Regions from separate parts of the Mus musculus genome. Here regions 1, 2 and 4 are each linked to region 3. The links are chromatin contacts, called in public ChIA-PET and promoter capture Hi-C maps. All regions are on one chromosome and are shown on one strand. Each heading gives the region's core, a stretch centred on a gene start, on an enhancer-like site or on the middle of the called end of the contact. The rest is flanking DNA. Distances are from core to core; before and after follow the strand shown.

What was found. Promoter capture Hi-C pulls out the DNA fragments that hold promoters and counts their contacts. ChIA-PET counts read pairs in DNA pulled down with a chosen protein or histone mark. Capture Hi-C pulls out chosen DNA fragments and counts their contacts.
Region 1: a contact with region 3 is called in a promoter capture Hi-C map of adipose tissue, with 4 times the contacts expected there. The contact joins the promoter of Sucla2 here to the promoter of Fndc3a in region 3. A contact is called at or near these places in 2 of 39 promoter capture datasets (liver and stem cell-derived epiblast-like cells), 3 of 484 Hi-C or Micro-C datasets (B cells, embryonic stem cells and rod photoreceptor) and 1 of 9 other capture datasets (adipose tissue).
Region 2: a promoter capture Hi-C map of liver shows a contact between it and region 3, with 2.6 times the contacts expected there. The contact joins the enhancer-like site here to the promoter of Fndc3a in region 3. A contact is called at or near these places in 9 of 39 promoter capture datasets (the 3T3-L1 cell line, the C10 cell line, cranial neural crest and 6 more), 2 of 484 Hi-C or Micro-C datasets (LSK cells and granulosa cells), 7 of 115 datasets of contacts at active chromatin or transcription factors (astrocytes, bone marrow-derived macrophages, extraembryonic endoderm stem cells and 4 more) and 2 of 9 other capture datasets (embryonic stem cells and pancreatic islet).
Region 4: a contact with region 3 is called in an RNA polymerase II ChIA-PET map of effector CD8 T cells, with 10 read pairs. The contact joins the enhancer-like site here to the promoter of Fndc3a in region 3. A contact is called at or near these places in 8 of 39 promoter capture datasets (the 3T3-L1 cell line, the C10 cell line, the HPC-7 cell line and 4 more), 3 of 484 Hi-C or Micro-C datasets (adipose-derived mesenchymal stem cells, bone marrow-derived macrophages and cerebellum) and 4 of 115 datasets of contacts at active chromatin or transcription factors (acute myeloid leukemia, astrocytes, effector CD8 T cells and 1 more).

What each region holds. Positions count from the first base shown.
Region 1 is chr14:73,551,324-73,554,791 of GRCm38.p6, forward strand. It overlaps Sucla2 (succinate-Coenzyme A ligase, ADP-forming, beta subunit), which reads left to right and starts at 1,463. Exons shown (of 11, transcript NM_011506.4): 1 at 1,463-1,574. The coding sequence starts at 1,485.
Region 2 is chr14:73,251,545-73,255,130 of GRCm38.p6, forward strand. The region is part of intron 17 of Rb1 (RB transcriptional corepressor 1); the gene reads right to left. Among named protein-coding and RNA genes, the nearest start is that of Lpar6, 15 kb to the left of the region's middle. Within about 2 kb of position 2,102, at least 121 of the 459 cell types and tissues checked have an H3K27ac peak or open chromatin away from gene starts, as enhancers often do. A contact at or near this core is called in astrocytes, bone marrow-derived macrophages, embryonic stem cells and 7 more, where this site is marked.
Region 3 is chr14:72,708,152-72,711,416 of GRCm38.p6, forward strand. Fndc3a (fibronectin type III domain containing 3A) reads right to left here and starts at 1,852. Exons shown (of 26, transcript NM_207636.2): 1 at 1,567-1,852.
Region 4 is chr14:73,288,125-73,291,766 of GRCm38.p6, forward strand. Rb1 (RB transcriptional corepressor 1) reads right to left here. Exons shown (of 27, transcript NM_009029.3): 5 at 585-623. Among named protein-coding and RNA genes, the nearest start is that of Rb1, 36 kb to the right of the region's middle. Within about 2 kb of position 2,002, at least 25 of the 459 cell types and tissues checked have an H3K27ac peak or open chromatin away from gene starts, as enhancers often do. A contact at or near this core is called in effector CD8 T cells, where this site is marked.

The sequences.
Region 1 (3,468 bases), core at 213-2,712, 840 kb after region 3:
TCAGATCTCTGGAACTGGAACAGGTGATGCGAGCTGCCATAAGGGTGCTGGGGATCATACTGGAACGTTCTGGAAGAGCAGCTGTGGCTCTTAACTGTGGAACAGCTGCCTTTCTAGCCCCAGTATTTAGTTCATTTCGATCATATTCACCCATTTTCGACTTTTGTTTCTTAATTCTGCAGGCTTCACTTTCCTGTCTCTTCTTTGATGGCTGAACACGTTTCATTTGGCTTGCTTACAGGAACACAGGCTACGCCACTGAATGAATGCACTCCAATGCCAACCATTAACTTTCAACCAATCCTCAAGGAGGGGGGAGGCCTCATGAGACCATTACCCCCTCCATGAAAGGATGCTGCTGATGGGTTTCACGGCTAGTGGGGTATCTCCCCCCCCCCTGTGAGTTGTAGAGTAGTCTGGAGTTCTTTAACTTCTCATTGTAGCTTCCATTGGGATGGGATTGCAGGCATAAACTATCAGGCATGCCTTGGGGTGGGTATATTTTAAAGTTAGCATACAACTCATAGGCTTTCTTACAACTCATAGGCTTTCTTACACCATTTTTATAGTAGTTTTGGTTGATCCCTTCCTTCTTTCCCTCACCGCCCTGTTCCTTCTTACATGAGTCTTATTAGTTACTGTGCCTTCACACAAACATATTATTGTGTCTTCTCATGGGGCCCTCTATAGTTTCTGGCCTCTAATCCTTGCTCACACATAAATACATACATATAAAAATTTAAAGATAGCATATTTAAATTTGAGAGAACATGTAATAGGTCTTTCTGGGTCCTGGGTTACCCCATCTTTTTCAGTTCAAATGTGATAGTATTTTCTTTTCTTTTCTTTTAATATGTATGCATTGTTGGATATATGTATGTGCACGTGTGTGCTGGTGCCCAGGGAGGCCAGAAGAGAGTTTCAGAGCCCATACGCAGTGGTGAGCTGTCTGACATGAGGCTGGGAATTCAGCTGAGTGCCACAGCCGTACCAGCTCCAAACTACTAAGCCATCTCTCTAGCTCTCTCAAACACTTTGTTAGGAGTGTTTTCAGTATGGGCGGCTTCAGTAACTAGTGAGTAACAGTCTTTTGAGTATCAGTGGCACTGTCTTTATTATTTTGTGTTATGTTTTATTTTAGTATCTATTGTATCCTAAAGGCTCAACGCATACATTCGCTTTCCCTAAGTAACCCCATTTCACTTGTGAGGCCACTAGGGCTCAGAGAAGGTAAGAAGACTGAAGTAGCAGCGTCACAGTTCTCTAGGAAGCGTTCTGATGGCCCCTTGTCCACATGTCACTGAGGTCAAAGTTCTGAAGGCCAAAGTTTGCTTTGTGCCTGCCAAACCCGGCTCCTCCGGCAGCGACGGGGTTAACGCGAGGCCCCGCCCCCGAGGATTGTCCTTGTCTCGGGCCGGGAGCGCCCCGAGAGCAACTGCGTCTCTGCGCCTGCGCGGTGCCCAGGGGACGGGTCGGACTCAGAAATGGCGGCGTCCATGTTCTACGGCCGGCAGTTGGCCGCGGCCGCCCTGAGGAGCCACCGGCCGCAGACTACGCTGCGAGCCGCCGCCCAGGTAAGCTCGCCCTGTTCGCTTTGGCCGCGGGGGTCGGCGGGCAAGGCTCAGGGGCGCGGCCCAGCTCCGGGGCTCTCAGCGGCGCTGGCACGGCCGGGATGCCCTGCTCTGCACAGAGGCTGCGGGCCAGGGCTGCGAGCTGGCGCTCGGGGCAGCTGGGCTCGGCTCCGTCCCCCGGCCGCTGGAGGCCCGGCAGGGCGGCCTGGCAGTCGGCCTCACCTGCGGGAGCCTGCCGGAGCGATCCCAGAGGGGACGGGGGCTGTCCTTGCCCGGGGCCAACGCTTCCGGACCCCCTTTGGGTAAGGGGATGCCCTTCAAGTGTACTTTGAGGTCCAGCAAACTGTCGTAGGTGGGAAGGACTTAGGAACACCAGCAGAGCTGATCTATCAGTCAGTCCTGGTAGTGAGTACTGATAACGAGTTCTTCAGTTTCCCAGCTGATTAGATGGGAGAGTAAGGATTAGATGGGAGAGTAAATCTTTTAGAGGATTTCACTTCTGGACAGACTCTAGTACCTATTTTGCTGCTTTGTTTCTCGACATTTAGGGAGTGTCAGATGTTGTCCTAAGGTCATTAGGCTTGTCAACAGCACAGGGGTTGTCATTAAGGCCAGTAACCATTGATGACGATCTGATGATGGCTCAGAGAAGTACTTTGGCCTAGGAGACATAGCAGTCTGAGACAGAACTGAGGTTTAGTTCCACAAGGGTCCATTTCTGAAGCTGTGTGCTTGTTGTGTCTGTTCTACAGCATTCAAACACAAAAAGTGGGTACTGGGAATGCAGTTTATTTGGTAGAGGGCCTGCCTGGCATGTAGGAAGTCCTGGGTTCTATCCCCAGCATCCTTGTAACCTTAGCACTTAAGGTGGAGGCAAGAGAATGAGATATTCAAGGTCATCTTTTACATACATAGTTCAAGGCCAGCCAAGGCTTGTCACTAAATAACAAAGACAAACCAATTAAACAACAACAAGCCCCAAACAAATTGGCCCTCAGTGTTAGTACCTTAAAACTTCAAGAGCGGGATTAGCTTTCTAAGATAGAGTTTTGGTTATGTTTTGAAGTAACTAGACACATCATAGGTGGATAGATTTAGCCCCCTCCCTTCCTTAAATAATGCTGCCAAGTTTTAAGAGGATAAGGATTTAGTGAACAAATAGGATTTTATTCTAATAGTTTTTAATCTATTTGAAAATTCCTTTAAGAGAGATGCCTTTGCATCTATGGGATGCTTGATAAATTGTCTTTATTTCAGCTCTTTCTCTTTTACCATAGCATTAAGAATGTATCTTGGGGGGCGGGGGCTGGAGAGATGGCTCAACAGTTAAGAGCACTGAGTACTCTTCCAGAGGTCCTGTGTTCAATTCCCAGCAACCACATGGTTGCTCACAACCATCTGTAATGGGATCTGATGCCCTTTTCTGGTGTATCTGAAGAGAGCATCAGTGTACTCATATACATAAATCTTTAAAAAAGATGTGGCTTTGGAGTTGCTCTTGTAGATGAGGACACAATATCTTAGGAGGAAACTTGTTCAAGGTCATACACTAAATTTAGTAATTCAGTTCACTGAAAGAAATTATTCCTCTGAGCAGGGTAGTGGTGTCTCAGACCTTTTAATCTTAGCACTTGGATCCCTGTGTTCAAAGTTAGCTGATCTACAGAGTAAGTTCCAGGATAATCCAGGATACACAGAGAAACCCTGTCTTGGAAAGAAAAAGCAATTATTCCTCTGGTCTTCCAGTTTTTCTGTATTTACGTGGAGAATAACCCAGGTTATGACAGGTATTCATGGGTTTGTCCAGGAATTGGCCACTTTGGGGGGTCAGGAATGTTCTTTTTCCTTAAGTTCCACTCCTCTTATTTTGAGACAGGGTTTCACTGTGTAGCCTTGG
Region 2 (3,586 bases), core at 852-3,351, 540 kb after region 3:
CAAAAAGACCCTCCTGCCCCTGTCTCCCTAGATATGATTCACTATACCTAGCTGTAAAGGCGACTTCTTATAGGTTGGTAATATAACTGTCTTGGCAAAAGAGATATTCTAAAGACAGACACTCAGGTCTTTCTCTGACTATCAAACTAATGAAACAATGAATCTCAAATTAAAATTTTCTTAGGAATTCCATGCCAAAGGAAGGGAAAGGCTGAATCCTTGGTGGCAGTAAGAGGAGGAACTATATTTTCACATAGTTCTGAAAGCAGAGAATAGAGGCAAGTTGATGAGTGGGACCACACCTTGAAAAAGACGTCCAAGTTACACATGCCTCTTAGACCTCATTTCAGGAGTCCACAGACGGATGTGACTTCCATTTGCTCCTCTTGCCAACGTACCACAGAGAGTAATTTTATCTTTCTCTGTATTTTACTATTACTTATTCCTTGTTTATTGGAGACAGGTAGCTTTCTTAAGATTCCAGAGCATAGGTTTTGACTCCCAAAATTCAAGCAACAGTAAGATACCAAAACACTGAGAAATAAGTACCCGCTTGTGAGAAAAGAGGACAAGTACTGGTTTAAAAAGTGTAACATTTGGGGCTGGAGAGATGGGTCAATGGTTAGAGCACTGGATGTTCTTGTAGAAAACCCAGTTCAGTTCCTAGCACCTATGAACCTCCAGTTCCAGAGGACTTGATGTTTTCTTTTGATCTCTACAGGCATGAGGCACACAAGTGGTATATATATACACACATAAGCAAAACACTCACACATATAATCTAATACAACTAAAAAAGCAAACACAAAAGCCTGTAGCAATCTTTAGTGAATGAGTCCTCCAGTGCACTAACATAATCATGTCTGCAATGGCATCGTCAGCGTGAGAGCAAAAGTACTAAAGCAGGCTTTGTGAGAGAAGGAGGCACAGACTGTTCCAAGAACCCTCCCACCCCACTAGCACACAAAGCTACTGCAGAAAATTGTCTGCTGTCTTCCCTTGTATAAAATACCTCCTTTTTACTCATGGCTGGCTTTTCATCTTCATCAGGAGTAATTTGCAGAGGGGTTGCTTTGTGCATTAGTTTGTGAATATAGGGTCTCCTTCTGTGACCTAGGCCTGCCTAGAACTCAGAAAACAAACTGCTGCTGCAGCTTTTGAATGCTGGGTTTTAGGTAACTGTTAGGGCCACCTTCATATCCTCGATCGCTGCACATTCCCAAATCTGTTGTAAGCAGTCTCTCATCCATGTGTGCTCACTAGTTTGACTCTTACTGGTCTGTCATCTTCCTTCCTTCCCTCCCTCTTTCCTCCTTCCTTTTTTCCTTTTTTTTTTTGCCATAGCTCAGCACAGCACTGTAATTCACTTCTCTACTAGATCACAAGTTCCTTGGAGGCTTGGGGCTATTTCTCATGTTTTGTTTCTTTCACTTGGGCAACTGCAGTTCTTTCCAAATGGCTGATATGCAGAAAGAAGGAGAAAGGAAGTAAAGAAGAAGAGGAAAATGAGGGCCCGGTATTGTCTTGGGAAAAAAAAAGGGCTTTTCTTAAATAATTTAGAAACTATGAAGTAATTCTTTTTGTCAGAGACACACAACCTAGAATATCCCTGAGCCCTATTTCAGCCAGTATCAACAATGTATTCTGAACAAAATAAAATATTTTTCACTTTGACTGTGAAGTCAAGTCTCCCAAGTTACCCAAGACCATAACAGTGAATTGTGGAAAATAGAGGTGTGATATTAAAGAGAAAATGGATCATGGTAAGATATGTTTTCAGAAAGAATTGATTTTAAGAAAAAAAAATCACATGGTAGAAAAAAATCACATTCCAGTCCCCTGGTTCTTGTGTAACTGTCAACATGGCCTGCGCTGTGTCATTGTCCTAACCCACAGTTTTAAAAGTTACTAAGTCAAGTAATCATTATCTCACAATTCAATTGTTTTCCTGTAAGGCACAATTCTTTGTAAACTGTAACTTAAAAAGAAAAAAAAAAAAAAAAAGCCAGCGTATTGTTTCACAGCCAATAGCACAGGCAGGCACGCAACCTTTGTGCCCAGTGCACCAGAGGTTAATGATTCACCACGGAACCAGACAATACAGGTTCTTTCTTTGGCTCCTTCCTTGGCTTTTACAGAGCCACAGGCTTTTCTCCCTTTTGTGTTCACTTCCTGTCAACACTGACTTTTCAAAAGATACCAAAACATCTCAAAAATCTGTTTGTGAGTTTGCTACCAAATCAGGACTCAAACAGGCTGAGTCACTTACTACCATAGTACTGGTGTATAATACTGTGCTTCATGTAATATCTGGGGAAAGAACTGACAAGAAAAATGTTTAACCTTTATATGTAAGAGTATAGTGATCAAAACTAATGTATAAGAACATAGTAATCAAATTAGCTGCATAAGCAAACTCCCTTGTGTTTGGTGACTGAGTCAGCCACGTCTGTCAGTATTTACAGACACAACTTTCTTGTGGTTTTCTAGATAGTATTAAGAGGAAATAATGAACTACTAGCACTTCGGTGTCTCCACAGAGTCAGCTGTACTCCAGAACAGCCCCCACAGAAACACTGTCCTAAACAGTCCTCAGGGACTTCGACATCATAGTTATATGGATCTCACCAATCATGAAGCCTTTCACTTAGAAACTGACAGCCCTGCTGGAGAACAAGAACCAGATTTTGTGGTTTTAAACAACTACAAAACTGAAATAAATAAATAAATAAATAAATAAATAAATAAATAAATAAATCAAAACAAAACAAAACAAAACAAAACAAAACAAAAAAACAGTTCTCAAATGGTGAGCAGCAGGACAAAGGCCCACGAGAGTCCCATGAGACAGCATGCTGCAGCCCACTGCAGGGAAAGTATCCTAGCCGAAACACCGACAGACAATGATGGGAATGGAAACCCACTGGCTCCCAACAAACACAAGTCAACAGCACTGAGGGGACAGGATTCACACAACAGAGCTGAGCAGGTCTGTGGAGACCCACTTCAGCTGGGGCACAGCAGTCCACACCCATGAGATAACTCCCCAGGACTAAAGACGAAGAAGCCCTGGGGGAGCAGAGGCACTGCTGGAGTCCAAACTGCTTCCTACCTGCCACAGTAGACGAGCTTATGATCCATCTACAGGCAGCAGCAGGTAAAGTACTTACAAGATCACCTCTTGGATAGTGGGGGAAATTAGAAAAAGTTTCTGGAATCAGAAAGAAACAAACAAAAAAAGAAAAAAGAAGAGAAAAAGAAAAAGAAAAAGCTGGAGGGAGGGGAGGGAGTACAAAACAATTAAGCTACTTACAATTTAAATGTGTCCCAAAGCACAACTCAAGAATATTATTAAGAATATGAAAATATCCAGGAACCAGTAAGGCAAAATTCACAATATTTAACGTCTAGTAAAATATCACTGCCAGGCAGTGGTGGTGCACGCCTTTAATCCTAGCACTTGGGAGGCAGAGGCAGATGGATCTCTGAGTTTGAGGCCAGCCTGGTCTACAGAGTGAGTTCCAGGACAGCCAGGGCTACACAGAGAAACCCCGTCTCGAAAAACAAAACAAAAAACAAATCACCA
Region 3 (3,265 bases), core at 602-3,101:
TGGCCAAAGGGAAGCAGCCTGAGAGAAAAACGTCCCACTTAACCTACAAAGCAAGCCTGGAGAGGATCTATGAAGATAAAACAACACAGAGAAATTTAATATGAAAATGCTAAAATTTTTAAACGTAAAACCTAAACAAGATTTTTCTCCCTATCCCCTTATCTTCTCTCCTCCCTTCAGAGGATGTTATTAGTGGTAAATTACAAGAGGACTAAATTTTTTTAAAAACCCAACGAAAAGCCATGTTTTAAAAGACCTTATCATTGCTTTCCAATAGGCCCAACACCTGTCTCCATGGGTAACTGATCTCATTAGTTGAGAAAAAAAAAATCAATTTAAACAAGAAAATGTTAAGAAGGCAGGGGGGTCATCTCTCTGGAACATTTTTAGGTGACTTAAACAACATTTCCGAGATGACAAGAATTACACACTCCGCAAATACACACAAACTAAATATTTATCTAAACACGGGATATGAGCCAGAAATCTCAATTTGCTTCTGTCTGACATATGGCTCGGTTTTGACTGGCATATGTTTCGTACTGATACTGGCAAAAGCATAGTGATTCAAATATTACAGAAAAGCTTCAACTGCTCTTTCATTCTTACAACTCATCTTAGCCAAGAGGCTGAGAGGCGATGCTTATTTGCTTCTTACAACACGCACAAACTTGGGTTTCAAGAACTGAAACAGACCACAATAGGATGCAGCAACATCATTATGTGGCTCGGTGTTTTTTAAAGTCTACCCGTGAGCACTTCAAGATTATAATACAAAAAGAGGGAAAGCCTTGTCCGCCTGCCACTGTCAGTTAGTAGACGGACAGCCGAGAAGGTGCCCAAAGGAACTTACAGTCTCACTAAAATAAATAATCTCTAGCTCACCATCCTTAGCACCCTCAGCAATCTCTCTCTCTCTCTCCCTCCCTCTCTCTCTCTCTCTCTCTCTCTCTCTCTCTCTCTCTCTCACACACACACACACACACACACACACACGAATACCCCCCAATGCTTTTTATGAAAGGTGATAGTTTAATAAAACTACAATTACCTATCACACACGGTAAAAGCAGCAAGCGCTAGCGATCTGACGTCGAAATTACTCGCTCCTTTTCCTTCACCCAGCGCGTGCCGCCCTTTCCCAGAGTCGTGTCAAAAGTTCACCCACGCAGGCTGCCGAGCTGGGCGAGCACCGCAGCCTCCCTTCCTCCTCGCCACCGACCGAACAGGTGGTTGCCTTACCTGGGGAAGAGGAGCCGCCAGGCACCGGCTGCGGCGGCCGCCCGGGCGGCCAGGCAGGCGGGCGCAGACCCGAAGGGCGTGTTTTCGAGGATTTAACCCTCAGGTGCGCAGGCAGCGCTCCGCTGTCGCCGAGCCCCGGCAGGTGTCGCGCACGTCCCCGCCGCGTCCCGGGTCCGTCACCCCGCGGACGGCGCGGCCTCGCGTGGGGGCGTCGCCCGTCCGCCCGCCCTCCCCGACGGGCTCAGCCCTCCGGCGGCGCGGCCCGCAGCCCCAGCCTAACGGTTTCCCCGACGCGGGCTCCGGCGTCCCCCTGCCGGCTCTCACCTCCGAATCCCGCCGCTCCGAAGCGAAGGAAGGCGGATCCCCCACCCCGGGCGTCTCTCCTGCGAGGCTCCGGCTCGTCCTCTCACTCGCTTGGCGGTGGGCCGGGGCTCCCGCGGCCGCCGCTGCGCTGACTGCTGTGGAGGGGGGTTGTTGGGGAGGGGTGTTTCCCGGCAGTGACGGCGCCGCCGCCTCAGCCCCGCTCTTCGCTCCCTCTCCGCGTAGCTCCCGCTTTCTGTTTCACCCGAGGGACCGCGAATGCCGCCGCCGCCATGATTACTACGGAGCCGGGAGGAGGAGCCCGGAGTCGGCGCGCCCAGTGCGGCTGCGCGAGCCCCGCCGACGGCGCCCCCGGCCGCCTGGACCCGGAGCCCCCGCGCGCGCACACACACACACACACACACACACGAGCTCGAGCGCGCGCACCCGAACCCGCTCGCCCGCCGCCCCGCAAGCCGAGGCTTCCCGGGCCCGCAAGTGTGTGTGGCATGCGAGCTCCGGTGCCGCTCTCCCAGAGCCCGGGAACTGTGCGGATGATTGACGTATCCGGGGCCCCACACGCCATTCCGAATGCAGTTTAGAAAGCGCCCCCCACCCACCGCCCCCAGAGACGAACCGTGTCAGCCCCTCTCGGCAAGCCCCAGAACTTAGGATGCCGGCAGGTGCTTTTAGAGGCAAGCCCCGGACGGGGAAGCGCCCCGAAGTGGGCTCAGACCTTCCCACTCCCAGACGGTTAGAGCCCCGGCATTTTCTAGCACCCACGAAACAGATTTACGTCTTTCAGAAACGCACAGCTTAAAGGTTCTGGACTCGGACCAGCCGAATCTAGTGGAAACCCGTTACCTTGACGTCTGCCACCGCGGAGAGCGAAGCGGAGGCGGCGACAATTTCCTTAAGCCTCGAGCGATGGGGGGGCGGTGGGGGGGACGCTGCAGTAGCGCCTGAGGGCCGGCCCGGACTGCTTACTTTTGCAGTTTCACCGGAAGCCTTAGGGAGAGGGTCGTCTTTGGGAACCTGAGTCCTCCCCCTGTCCAGCCAAAACTGGTGACTGATGAAACCAGGTTCCACGTCTGACTTGTAGTTCAGTTTATTGGTTGCGCTGCGTTTTAAGGTGGCAATCTTTTTTTTTTTTTTAATCATTTGACAGAAATCTCTCGAAGATGTACGAATTTCTTACGTTCTTAAAAAAGAAAAAAACAAAACAGAACTGGATAATGAAATTCTTAGTGGATCATTGAATATCAAATAAGATACTCAGACAGTACCAAAGTCCCATGGGATTGCAGAGGTGTGCGCGAGTGTATAAAATCCCCACCTTGGTGCTGTTTTATTTGCAGTGTTCTTACTTTTCTTAAAGACCCCTCACTTGGCTTGTGTTCATCTGCCTGTACATCCACTTTAACCATTTCTATTTTCCTGTGGTGGTGTTTTTTAAGCCCCGCTTTCTTCCTTCTCCACCTACTTTTTGCTATGGCTGCAGGCAATGATTGATCCGATGTTTGTATCCACAGCTAGCTAATGAGAGGTTATTTTTCTTCCCGTCAACAAGTAGGATAGTGATTCTATCAAATTGCATCTTGAGATATTTGGGGGTTGGGGAGAGGGGGCAAAAGTCCTTTCCCTGAGAGAAATGTTTCATTTTCTTAACTTCCAGCTTTGGCCCTCTTCCAGACAAAATTACTGGAAAGCTGAGCTTGGAATA
Region 4 (3,642 bases), core at 752-3,251, 580 kb after region 3:
GGGCAGGAAATCTCCAGGATTACTTGAGCTATTTACAGAGAAGAACACTGCCATACTGTTCAGGAATTTAGGATTTGTAAATGAAGTTTTTTAATGAGTAGGAATATTTTACCTATCTGTGTGTTTGTGCACGACTTGTGTGCCTGGTGTCTGTAGGGGCCTGAAGAGGTCATCGCATCCCACCCCACAGAACTAGAAATACAAACAGCTGTAAGCCACCATGTGGGATGTTGGGTTTCACGCCTGGGTCCAGTCTTCTCTCCAAATCCCTAAATTGAGAATGTATTTGTTCTTATACAAAAGTATGCAGAGCCTTGTTGATAAAATCCCTGTGATAGATCGTTAATAAAAACTTAATGAATGAACTGCATTTTCCTCAGAAAAGTGACAGAGAACACTGAATTCCAGCCAATTGGTTCTCTCTGCTATATAAGTAAGGCACACATTTTTAGAAGATAAACAAATCCAAACAGGATTTTACCACCTTAACTTATAAAGTAGTATGTTTTTATCACCAAAGTAAACAATATGTTTGAGATTAGTCCAAAAAAACAAATTTTAGTGAAAAATTACATGCTACTTACGCACTGCTGGGTTGTGTCAAATATATAAGTTCACACGTCCTGAAAAGAAAAAAATAATTTCAGTAAAATAACAGCTTAAAAGAAAACTTTTAAAATACTTCTGCAGCATGAGTCATTAGCCTTCTAAAAGAAAGTTAAAGTATATCTGCTTACTACAAAATGCCATCTCATATCACCATGTTCTAAGATAAAAGAACCGGCTTCTGTCACTCACTGTTAAATCAAAACCAATGACCAGACCAGACTGTTAGCTCAGTGGGTAACTAACCAATAAGCCACATATATCTCTATAGTTTACCCTATAATAAACAAGCTTTGGCATTGCAATCTTCATACTCCAGAAAACTGTACAAGTAGAATGGGAAACGGAAACCTTGATTTGATTCAAAGCCACCAACTTAATTAAAGCTAAATTATTCCAAAAGACTAGTCAATAAAAATCTTAAGTTACAAAGTGCAGGGCAGCCTTGTAAGGCCAAATCAGACTATGCCATTCCCCAGTGTAAAAGCACTCAGCATTTCCACTGTGCAGGGCACAGCTAGCTTGCTCCTGCCCAGCCCCCATCCTACCTTCCATACATCAGCGCTCAAAGCACATCCAGTCACTGTTTTGGTGTGCACATGCTCAGCACATGCCTGACACGCCCAGTTCCTGTCCCCACTCATTTTTCTGGATACATTTCTATTTCTAATCCCTATTCAGAACTTCCTCCTTCTCTTTTTCCTTAGTAGAAATCAACAGTACCGCCTTCTCACCTAGCTAAGATCCATGACGTACTGCATCATTTCTACTTAAACGCGGTACTCTTCAATCCAGCATCACAGCCATTACTGCATTTTCACGTGGACATGTTGTGGCATGTGCACATGTACACATGTATGTGGAGGCCTGAGACTGATGTCAGGGATATTAAATTGTTCTTTCATCTTATTCTTTGAGGGCAGGATCTCTTGATCAAACTCAGAGCTCATGGAGATAGCAGGGTACTAACAGTTAATTCTTTTTTTTTTTTAAGAATTATTTATTTATCTCATGTATGTGAGTACACTGTCGCTGTCTTCAGAAACACCAGAAGAGGGCATAGGATCCCATTACAGATGGTTTTGAGCCACCATGTGGTTGCTGGGAATTGAACTCAGGAACTCTGGAAGAGCAGTCAGTGCTTTTAACCGCTGAGCCATCTCTCCAGCCCCTAACAGTTAATTCTTGATGTAGCTTGTTAATTTGATTACAACAAAACAGCTGACATCATACATTTTCTTAAAGTATATTCCATAAACACTTCTTGTATGAGATCTTAACTGATGTTAAATGGCATTATGGTTTGTGGTTTGAATGTGAAATATCCCCACAAGGATCACACTTGAGAAAGAGAGTCACCGGTGGGGTGGGGGTGGGAGTTACGGCTTTAATAGCCAAAACCCACTTCCTGTTCATGCACTCTGCTTTCTTTTGAGGGATGCCATGTGGTCAGGAGCCTCCTGTTCTGCCACCATGCTTTCCAGGTCTGCTGCCACATCTTCCTCACTGTGACAAACTGTATCCCTCTGGAACTGTAGGTCAAAGTAAACCCTTTCTCCCTTAAATTGTTCCTGTAGGAGTATTTTATCGCAGCAACAGAGAGTAACTAAGGCAAATGTAAATATTAGTCATTTAGAAAATGCTTAACTCAATCAAACTTCTAAATATCGTGCATTGCCTTGGTGTTTTGTGACTGTCTAAGAGGGAATACAATATGAAAATACAGTATTATGCAGTGTTTTCCAAATAGACAATGTCTTATTTTCTTCTTTAAAAACCTAATAAATATTTGGGCCTGTGAGATAGCTGAGTGGGTACAGATGCTTGCTGCTGGGCCTGGCAATATAAGTTTGAAACTGAGACCCACGTGGTAGAAGGAGAGAGCCAACTCTTTCAAGTTGCCCTCTACTCTTCACAACTGTGCTATAGCCCACATTTGCCCACATACACACACACACACACACACACAAATTAAAAGCTATCATGAAAGCACTATTTATATATTATCTCAATTAAAACATTAACAGGTGTGTGATGGCTATACTTGATCATCACCTTGACCTCATCTGGAATTAACTAAAATTCAAAAGTCCGTTATCTTTAGGAGGAGAAAACACACCTTTAACCCAAATCTAGTCTGGGTCACACCTTCTGCTGGGAGTCTATATAAGGGAGAGGAAAGCTTTTGTTCTTTGCCTGCTTGTCCTCCCCTTGCTAGCAAGTCCATTCCTTCATTGCCACTAGAGCCTACTTCAGGATCCCAGCATATGCTGAAGACCAGCTGAGACATGCAGTTTTGTGGACTGAGTGCATAACTACTAGATTCTTGGACTTTCCATTCATAGTTAACCATTCTTAGATTAGCTGGACTGCAGCCTGTAAGCCATTCTAATAAATTCCCTTTGGATATAGATCTAGAGATATAGATACAGGTCCATTCTATGAGTTCTGTTACTATAGAGAGCCCTGACTAATAGGTACTCTCATTAACTTGATTTAGACATTAGAAAACTATGTACCCAAGTTAGGTAACTCATTTATCCAAGATTACATAGTATATACTCAGGATCAGGTTAGAATGCAGACCTGAGTGACTGCTTCTCCTCTAAGCTCTACTGTAACCCCCTTCCTTCTCTCTCATAGATAATAGCTACTGTTTTTGATAGAGAACAAGAAGGATGGATGATGAGCCTCTACCCTCTCTGTTGTAAGGGCACCTTGTACTTGATAATACAGTAAGGCATCTATGCATATTTACTATGAACAGCTCATTGGGAACACACTCTAATGGTTGTCTATTGAGTAGCCCCAATTCAGGTGACACTTCACGAGGACTGTAAAACCCAGCTTCCCACAGAGATGATAACAAAGGCAAACTACAGAAAATAGAGAGAGAATCTCAAGCCAGACCAGAGGGGCAGAGCCTGCTCTAGAACCCTGACCGCTCCCCTTCCATGACAAGCTTGCTGGCTATAGATTACAGGAGAGATAACTAACTCTAGGAGCCAATTGGTTGTTTCTCAGACTGTGAGTTCT